Linked DNA regions of Rattus norvegicus: region 1 is linked to region 2. The links are chromatin contacts, called in public Hi-C maps. All regions are on one chromosome and are shown on one strand. Each heading gives the region's core, a stretch centred on a gene start, on an enhancer-like site or on the middle of the called end of the contact. The rest is flanking DNA. Distances are from core to core; before and after follow the strand shown. Region 1 holds the start of Eif1b (eukaryotic translation initiation factor 1B). Region 2 holds the start of Rpsa (ribosomal protein SA).

Region 1 (4,099 bases), core at 97-2,596, 350 kb before region 2:
GACAGACTGCAGCCATGCCTCTAGTGTTCCTGCTCCATTTCTGCAGGTAAGGGTGGGGCTCACCGATACTAAGTTTCTCAAATGAGAAAAACCTAGGCAGGCTACATGTGCGGATACTTGAGCTTAAAAGTAGAGAACACTGTTGTTGAAGCCACCCTCTAATGAGACAGAAGACATTTACGAAACCCTAATTTCATATAGCCTTCATATAGCCGCCACGAGAACATGCGTCATCTCGACTACAAAAACATCCAAAACCACCCAACCCAATCAGTTAGCATAGTAACCGAGCCTTATAAATACACACAAACATGAACATACAATCTCAAGAGGTGTGATTTACAAATGACTGCCAGCAGAGACAACAGGACCACTTCCAAGTCAAATCAGAGGCCTCTATCTTACCTGTTTCTAATAGATGCCTCTGAGGACTGCTCAAAACCAGCTGGGTCCAGCCCCACCCCCAGCTTCTGCCAGTGGCAGGTCCTTCAGGCACCCCCCCCCCCCTTTCCTGGCCGACTGAATCCCGGATCTCCTAAGCCCTGAGCTTCCTTACTCGCCCAGCAAGGACTGAGCAAACATCCCCCGCACCCCAACACACACACTCGTGAGTCCTCGGAGAGTCACGGGTCTCGCAGTCGCCCTAAAGCTGTCAGGCTCTCCAGCTCCTGGGCCCCACCCCTCCAGTCTCCCTGCAAAGCCCTGGCTAGCCCCAAGGCGACAGAAGAATATCAGAGACTCTCAGCGTCCTGTCAGTGTCAAGTTCCCCGCAAGCCTAGTCTTTGCAGCCCTGGCAAGTGCTGTAGCCCCCTTGTAGGTCTCTGAAGGCTCCGGCCTTTCTATGTCAAGTCCTCCCAGCCTGTGGCTACTCTCCCTGCAGCCTTGGTATATCCCCCAACCCTCCTGTGAGTCCCGGAGACCCCCTGCCCTCCTGCCAGTGTCAAGTTCCCCAAGCGCCGGCCGGGCCCTCGCATCATATGGGGTTGCAGGCCCGCTTAGGGCCGTATCCGAGGCCAGGGGAGAGACGTCCCCGGGGCTAGGGTCGCGGGGAGACCCCGTCGCCATCTTCTGGGCGCCGAGACAAAGCCCAGAGGGACGCGGGCGGCGGCCGGCGGCCGGCGGCCAGCGACTGGACCTTACCGAAAGATTGGAGGTTCTGGATAGTGGACATGCGACACTAGTGTGAGGCCGGTGAGGGGATAAAATTCCTGCGGGGCCCGCCCGGATCACCGTGTCAGGAGGCTGCAGCGGCGAGAAACGGAAATCAATGAAGCGGCGGAAGCCCGGGGCGCAGGAAGACTCGGAGGCGGCGATAGGGCGCGAGCAGGAAGGCGGCGCTGCGGCTTCTCGCACAAAATGGCCGGCGCCGCGTATTTAGCTACGCGCGCCGCCGCCACGTGACCACACGTTCCGCGCGTCCGCCCCGGATCGCTGAGCTGGGGGGCGAGGAGCGGACGGGAGCCCCCCCTGCGGACAGTCGCGGTCCGTCCCGCCCGAGGCGCCGGGTGGAGGCACTTCCGGGTGCAACGGCGAGAAACGCGCCGCGGGGCCTGAACTTGGGGCTCGCGGGGCCCGTGCCTCTGCGCCTCTGTCTCTCTTCCCAGCCCCCTTGGGTTCCCGAGACCCCTGAGTTTTTTTTGCAGAACCTTTGTGGGTGCCACCTGGGAATCTGCCCTTCCAACAAGCCCCAGGATTCGGATGCTGCAGTCTCTACTAAGCTTCACCTGTTTGTCTCAGGTGTTACGACCTGGCCATTAGCAGAGTCAGGAGTGAGTGGAGTGAATGCACTACCAATCCCGCCTGAGCTCTCCTCTCCCGAACCTAAGTCGGAGGCAGGTTCTGAGCGGGATAGGTGCCTGGTACTAGGTGAGTGTGAGTGAGCAGATAAAGTAACTGTAAAGAGGAACCATGCGGGGCTGGGGATTTAGCTCAATGGTAGAGCGCTTACCTAGGAAGAGCAAGGCCCTGGGTTCGGTCCCCAGCTCCAAAAAAAAAAAAAAAAAAAAAAAAAAAAAAAAAAAAAAAGAGGAACCATGCACAACCATCAGTGGACAGTGGGGAACCGCCTTACTTATGCACGCCTATGCAGGTGATTGGCTTTCTAGACCAAAGTAGTAGACTAAAATATAGGAATTCTTAATCTTTTTGTGAGCCAAGCCTGTCAACCTCGTGTTGAAATGATTTTGGAGGCCTGATGCAAGACATTAGAAACTATAGATGGATAATATAATATGTGCCCGTTTAGCAATCCATTCAATAAGATGTATCAGTAGGTCCAATCATTACTACAATTTCCTTTTTTAAAAGGTTTTATTTTTTTTGTGGTTGAGTGTATGTACCACAGAGGCCAGAAGAGGGTGTCATATCCCCTGGAACTGGAATTACAGATAGTTATGAATCACTATGGGAACAGAACCCAGGTCTTGTGCAAGAGCAGCAACTCCTGGGAAGTCTCTTGAGTTCCATTGCTGTAATTTTAAAAAGGCAAGAAGTATCTGAAGTGTAGTGTGAATGTTTCGGAGACTTCTATTGTACAAAACGGCCACTTCTAATATGTCTATGAACGGTTGCCTGTTGCTTAAAGGGTTGTAAAAAGTACTCTTGTATGCCCCTACACCCACCAGTCAAGTTTTTTTTTTTTTTTTTTTTTTGGTTCTTTTTTTTGGAGCTGGGGATCGAACCCAGGGCCTTGTGCTTCCTAGGCAAGCGCTCTACCACTGAGCTAAATCCCCAACCCCAGACCAGTCAAGTTTTAGGAGCATTACTGACTCAGTTTTTTTCTTATACCATGGTGTGAAAAATTCTAGATTATGAATACTTGAATTCATAATCTTGAGTATCTTCTACATTCATGTGGGTTCTGGGGCTGGAATTAAAGTTGTCAGGTCTGTTCAGCAAACCTGAGCCACCTCACCAGCCCTGGAGTAATTTTAATAGTTATATACATCTTCTTTCCTGATATATTAACACTAATTTCTAAGTAACTTATAGTCTACAAAAGTAGTCACAAGAAGCACAGAATACACAAAACATACCATATAAATTGCTACTCTATTACATGGTTCATTCTCCCTTTTCTTACTAGATATATGTTACCAGTGTGTATCACATGGTTTCTCAGATGGAGCCCAGAGTGAGTGAGACAAAGAAGAAAAGTTAACACAGAAAAGCTTTGGAATTCCTCTGAGATCTGGAGCTGGAGAGATGGCACAGTCTTGCTGTTCTTTCCGAGGACTACAGCAGGCTCCAGCACCCAGGAGTAGGTAGCTCTCAACTGCCTACAACTCCAGCTCCAGGGCGTCAGATACCCTTTTATGGACTCTGTGGGAACCTGCACTCATGTATACATCAAGCACATTGTGGCACACACACACACACACACACACACACACACACACACACTGAAACCTTCAAGGTCTCACTGTCATTAAATCTGTTAGAACGTATCCCTCCATTTGGAAGTAAGGTTTGCATCAGCAGTATCTGAGAAAGCGACAAAAGCTTTAGCCAAGCAAATACAAAAGCAAGCTAAAGGCTCTTCTGACTCTGCCTTCATGGGCTTTGTGTTTAAGCCTCTGGTGTACAGTTGCAGACCTACTGCTCATGTGCAGCACAGAGCTCTTGCAGTATGGCTGGTCTAAATTGAAATGCAAGGTAAATATAAAATATGCATGGACTTCTAAAGATTTCAGTCCACCTGTTCACTTTTACTTAAAAAAAATGTAGCTGCTAGAAAATTTCACATGACATATAGCTTATATCCGATTTCTATGAGACAACGTTAGAGATTGAGAGAAACTCAATTTTTTATAAAAAGAGTAAACTGAAGTGTTTAAAATGGAGTGTGTCTGGCTTTAAGTGGTAACAGCATGGGTTAAGGTGGTCGTTTCTGGCCCTGTCAGAAAGGAGCTTAGACGGGTCACAGGGAATGGCTGACTAAGAAAAGGAGGGCAAACAAAGGGTGACAGTTGGAAGGTTGCCGAGGTTAGAGGTAGACTCCAAACCAGGGTCTTAGCATCTATGCAGCAACAACATACATGAAATCAACCAGAAAACCCACGTGTTACAGGGAGAGAACCTACCGGCTGTCCAGCAGGAA
Region 2 (4,492 bases), core at 684-3,183:
TTTACCAACTCAGCCACCAGTGTACCAAAAACTGTCTTAACACTCCATCTCATTTTTTTTTTTACAACCGATATACTCAAGCTAGCAAAGACTCTTCTTGGCTGGCTATTTTGTGGCTGACATTGCTTTACCCTTAAAGTCAGCAACAGTTTCCTCCTAAACACACAGCACTGCCTGCCACTGAGTGACATAGGACTGTTTCCTGCATGGTTTGCCTCCTCAGTCATCGTCCACAGGACTCTGAGAAGTTGTAGGAATATGCAGGTGCGAGCACGAAGCCCAGCTTCATCTCCAACGTTGTGGAAAGGGACTGTACATCACTGGGCAATGCCTCTGCTCCCTGACGCCACTAGGACAGAGCCCGGGGAGAGTGACCTCCCGGGTTATCCACGTTGGAAACTCTTGTGTACTCACTCCCAACGTATTCTGCACATTTTTGCCCCCAAATAAAACAGCCTCTCCCACACACCTGGCCAGTGTTCCTGGAGGAGATGACGCTGACATCAGCAGGGTTCTCAATGGCAACAATAGCTCGAGCGGCTAACAACAGCTTCTCCCAAGTCCTCTTCAGGTTGATGATGTAGATACCTAGGCCAGCAAACGGGATTCTTGTGGGGGCCTTTCCAAGACAGGGTCTGTGGAACCCTGGCTGTCTGCAGAACAAGCTGATCAGAGATTTGCCTGTCTGCCTCTTGAGCACTAAGATTAAAGGCACCACCACACCTAGCCACAAGTGGATCTTTAAAGTGGGTGGCCCAGATTTGCTAACCTCATTGCTCTGTAAAGGGACACTGCAGGAAAGCAGAGTATGTGTATGTGGCAGTGACCACTACCAAACTCCAGTCATAGAGGCAAGCTCTACTGGTGTTAGCGAAAATCCTGCCGTATGTTCAATGTAGCACACTTCCGACACTCAGAAGTTCACTGGCCAAATCTGGCCTCCACCCTGAGCTTTAATAGTGTGCAGGTTCAGCCTGTCTCTTCCCTTCTGTCAATCCTCCATGACCCCTGGCCCTTCCTACAAAACTCTCTTTAATACAACTCACAAGCCAGGGCAGTATTTCTCCAAGCATTCAGCACCAGCACTACCCACTAGGACAACTTATCAGGACTATCAAGAGCAACAGCTGACCGTCACTTTTCCTTTTGTAGATGTACTGCTCCATCTGAAAGTCAAGGTTGGTGCCACCTAAGTGGGTTCCTGCAGCAAGGAATTTGAGGACATCCTCCTCCTTCATCTGCAGGACGTCAAGGCCTCCGGACATTGTGTAAGTTTCCCTTTTAAGTTACGATGGGAACCTAAAAAAGGAATGTCGTCCATTTTTCTCTTAGATTAGAACCCACAAGATTACCCTGCCTCCGGAGAGAGGGATTAAAGGTTTTTGTATGCCACATGGCTCGGTACGTCTTAGTGAAGCTGACTGTATTCTTATTCCTCCGTCGCTTGTAACTTTTCTGGCCACCTAATCACTAAGAAAAGTGGCTTAGGCAGCAAATCACAAGCATTAAAACTGGCCAGTAGGAAGTTAGCGCTTACGTTGGCACACTGGTCAAAGGGTACTTACTAAAGAAGTTTCGTCTATGCACAGAGAAGGCAGCCATATTTGGTGTGCTTCGGGTTTTGTATTTTGAAAGTGATCGAAAGTTTCCGCCCCATCTCTACGCGCCCCACGAACACTTTTCCCAGCATCTTGCCGACAGGCCTCTCGAGCCTGGCACGAGCCGCAGAAGGGCCTCGGAGTAGCGCCCGCCCCACCTCACCACGGGCCACCACGTGGCGCCGCCGCCAGTAATCAAGCAGCTCCGACACACGCAGCCTCGGGACCCTCCCCGCACATCCATGTGGCAGGAAGCTCGAGAGCAGGGCGTCGAGAGGCGCCGAGGACCCCCACATGAGACTCACCAAGAACAACGCCGTACGGACCCGTTCCAGGGTAGCGCGGAAAGGACGGGCGGCCGGAAATGACGTCCTTAAATAAGCCACAGAGAGCCAATAGCAACACACGTTAAACAGAAAGAGGGCAGAGCTTCCGTTACGGAAAGGGAGTGTGGCGCACGCGCAGATTCAGCGAGCGGGTCCGCTGCTGCGCACGCGCGGAGCGGAAGTTAAAGTGGCCGGCGCCTGCTCGGTTCCAATCGTGGTGTAAATCGTGGGGTTGGAAGCCTGAAGCTTATTTTGATGGAAGATTTCTAGAAATCAGGCCTGTGTACAGCAAGCACAGCCTGAAGGACTGCTGTGTGGTCTATGGAGGACGGTTTACCGACGGGAAATTCAGACTTTATCGCAGAGATGTTTTCTTGAAAGTATAAAGTACAGGACTGTACGCATAAAATTAGTTTTTGGTCAAAGAGAAAATGCAGTTCGTAAGTTTATTCTATCTAATGGAATACTATGCGGCCATTTAAAGATAGATAGGTCCTGTGACACAAAAGAATTGGAACGAGAGGACAACTACGAACAAAAATGACACCCTGTGTGTGAAAGAGGTCGGTCAGTGAAAACAAAGTATTTTCCCTCACGGCTGGCCTAGGGCATGGACGGTATTTTCTCCCCCATTTCTTTGACACTATCAGCACCACAGCTGAGTGAAGAACAGACTTCAAGCCTGGGCCACCTGTGTCAGAACTAATTAGAGGAGCACATACCCACCAGGCCCTCTGCTCCTTGAAGAAAGCACTGGCTCCTTCCTACATTTGGGGGACAACAAAATGGTGGTTACCCAGTAAGCTATTACAAAAGTATTGAAGGGGATGGGGAGGAATTTGAATGAGTCATTTATTTACAGTGCATTTATACTGTATTCCGTGTCTCAGGTAATCTAGAGATGATTTGGAGTCAACGGGAGAGTTGTGGTTATTAGAAAATACCAGTTTATATTAGTGACTTGAGCACCTTTGGGTTTGGCATCCATAGAAGGTTCTGGAACAAATTCCACAGATCCTGAAGGATAACCATATAGGCAGACAACAAAAATAATAAATCAAAAACCCAGAGGGCTGTGGGTTCAGTTCCGTGGTAGAGTGCTAACATCATAAGGCTCTGGGTTTGTTCAGCTCCCAGTACTTCAGAGGGATAAATGCTCTGGCCTGAGTGTGGTAATACATGCCTGCTCATTCTAATACTCTGGAGGCTGGGGCAAGAGGACCAAAGTTTGAAGCTGTAGTAATGCCCTGTCTTAAAAATAAATATAAAAAAGTAAAACTAAAAAGAACAAAGTATTGGGGTTGGGGATTTAGCTCAGTGGTAGAGCGCTTGCCTAGGAAGCACAAGGCCCTGAGTTCGGTCCCCAGCTCCGGAAAAAAAGAACCAAAAAAAAAAAAAAAAAAAAAAAGAACAAAGTATTTAACTTGCCATATCACGAATGTGCATCAAGATATTTTGACAAGGAAAGCAGAATATTCTAAAATCTATTAAGTGATGTGTTCAGGCCAGGTAGTGGTAGCATATGCCTGTAGTCCTAGCCAGCACTTGGGAGGCAGAGGCAGGAGGATCTCTCTAAGTTGGAAGCCAGCCTGGTCTACAGAGTTCCAGGACAGTCAAAGCTACAGAGAGAAACCCTGTCTTAAAGAAATAATAATAGAAAGTGAGTGGTGGGTCTGGGATTATAAGGGGTGGATGAGGATATTGGGGTGTGTGTGGAAATGTTCTAAAACTAGTTTAGGGTCATGGCTGTACTTTCAGACAGGGTCCAACAAATGGAGGATGACTGAGCTCCAGTTCTGTGTCTGGCTCCCATTTTGGGAATGACAAGCCTGCATCCCACACTGAACCAGTGTTCTGTTTGCTCTGTTGATGCAGATGAACCCAGAACCTTGCATGTATAAGCACTACACTCAGCCACACATCCACCCCAAACCACCAAACTGTGGGCTTCAAACAAGTATGCAGCCTCTTTAAATACGTAATCTAAAGGCACATTTGTTTTTCCTTTGGTTTTTGAGTCAGGGTTTCTCTGTGTAGCCCTGGCTGTCTAAAACTTGCTCTGTATTACAGGCTGGCCTTGAATTCTGAGATCTTCCTACCTCCTGCCTGCTTAGTGCTGTGATTAAAGGCGTGAGCCACCATGCTCAGCTCCAAAGCTGTTTTTTAAAATTAAGTTTTAGGAGCTGAAGAGATGGCTCAGTAGTTAAGAGCACTGACTGCTCTTACAGAGGTCCTGAGTTCAAGTCCCAGCAACCACATGGTGGCTCACGACCATCTTCTGGTGTCTCTGAAGATGGCTACAGTGTACTCACATATAATGAATGTCTTTAAGTTTTAGGGACTTACATGGCAGGTCAAAAATTAAGTCACCCCTAGAACTACTTTGCTATTCTGAGGGAGACATACTATTTAGGTTTGCTAATTAGAACTTTTATATAGAGAGAGATAAATACAGGGTTTGATCGTGTAGCCCTGGCTGACCCAGAACTCGGGAGTCCTACCTGTCTCTACCTCAAGTGCTAACAGTGTGTTCCTTATATGAGCACACTGTCACTGTCTTCAGACACA

What was found. A called contact is a pair of places that touch in the nucleus more often than the background predicts.
Region 1: a contact with region 2 is called in a Hi-C map of liver, with 3 times the contacts expected there. The contact joins the promoter of Eif1b here to the promoter of Rpsa in region 2. A contact is called at or near these places in 4 of 12 Hi-C or Micro-C datasets (the A7r5 cell line, the Rat2 cell line, Schwann cells and 1 more) and 1 of 1 datasets of contacts at active chromatin or transcription factors (oligodendrocytes).

What each region holds. Positions count from the first base shown.
Region 1 is chr8:129,078,405-129,082,503 of GRCr8, reverse strand. It overlaps Eif1b (eukaryotic translation initiation factor 1B), which reads right to left and starts at 1,346. Exons shown (of 4, transcript NM_001106867.1): 1 at 1,141-1,346. The coding sequence starts at 1,171. It overlaps LOC120094297 (a long non-coding RNA gene), which reads left to right and starts at 1,727. Exons shown (of 3, transcript XR_005488563.2): 1 at 1,727-1,866; 2 at 3,086-3,259. Trnap-agg29 (transfer RNA proline (anticodon AGG) 29) reads right to left here and starts at 2,741; the gene lies at 2,661-2,741.
Region 2 is chr8:128,726,320-128,730,811 of GRCr8, reverse strand. Rpsa (ribosomal protein SA) reads right to left here and starts at 1,933. Exons shown (of 7, transcript NM_017138.2): 1 at 1,904-1,933; 2 at 1,133-1,299; 3 at 470-588. The coding sequence starts at 1,265. Snora6l1 (small nucleolar RNA, H/ACA box 6 like 1) reads right to left here and starts at 968; the gene lies at 813-968. It overlaps Snora73bl1 (small nucleolar RNA, H/ACA box 73B like 1), which reads right to left and starts at 396; the gene lies at 194-396.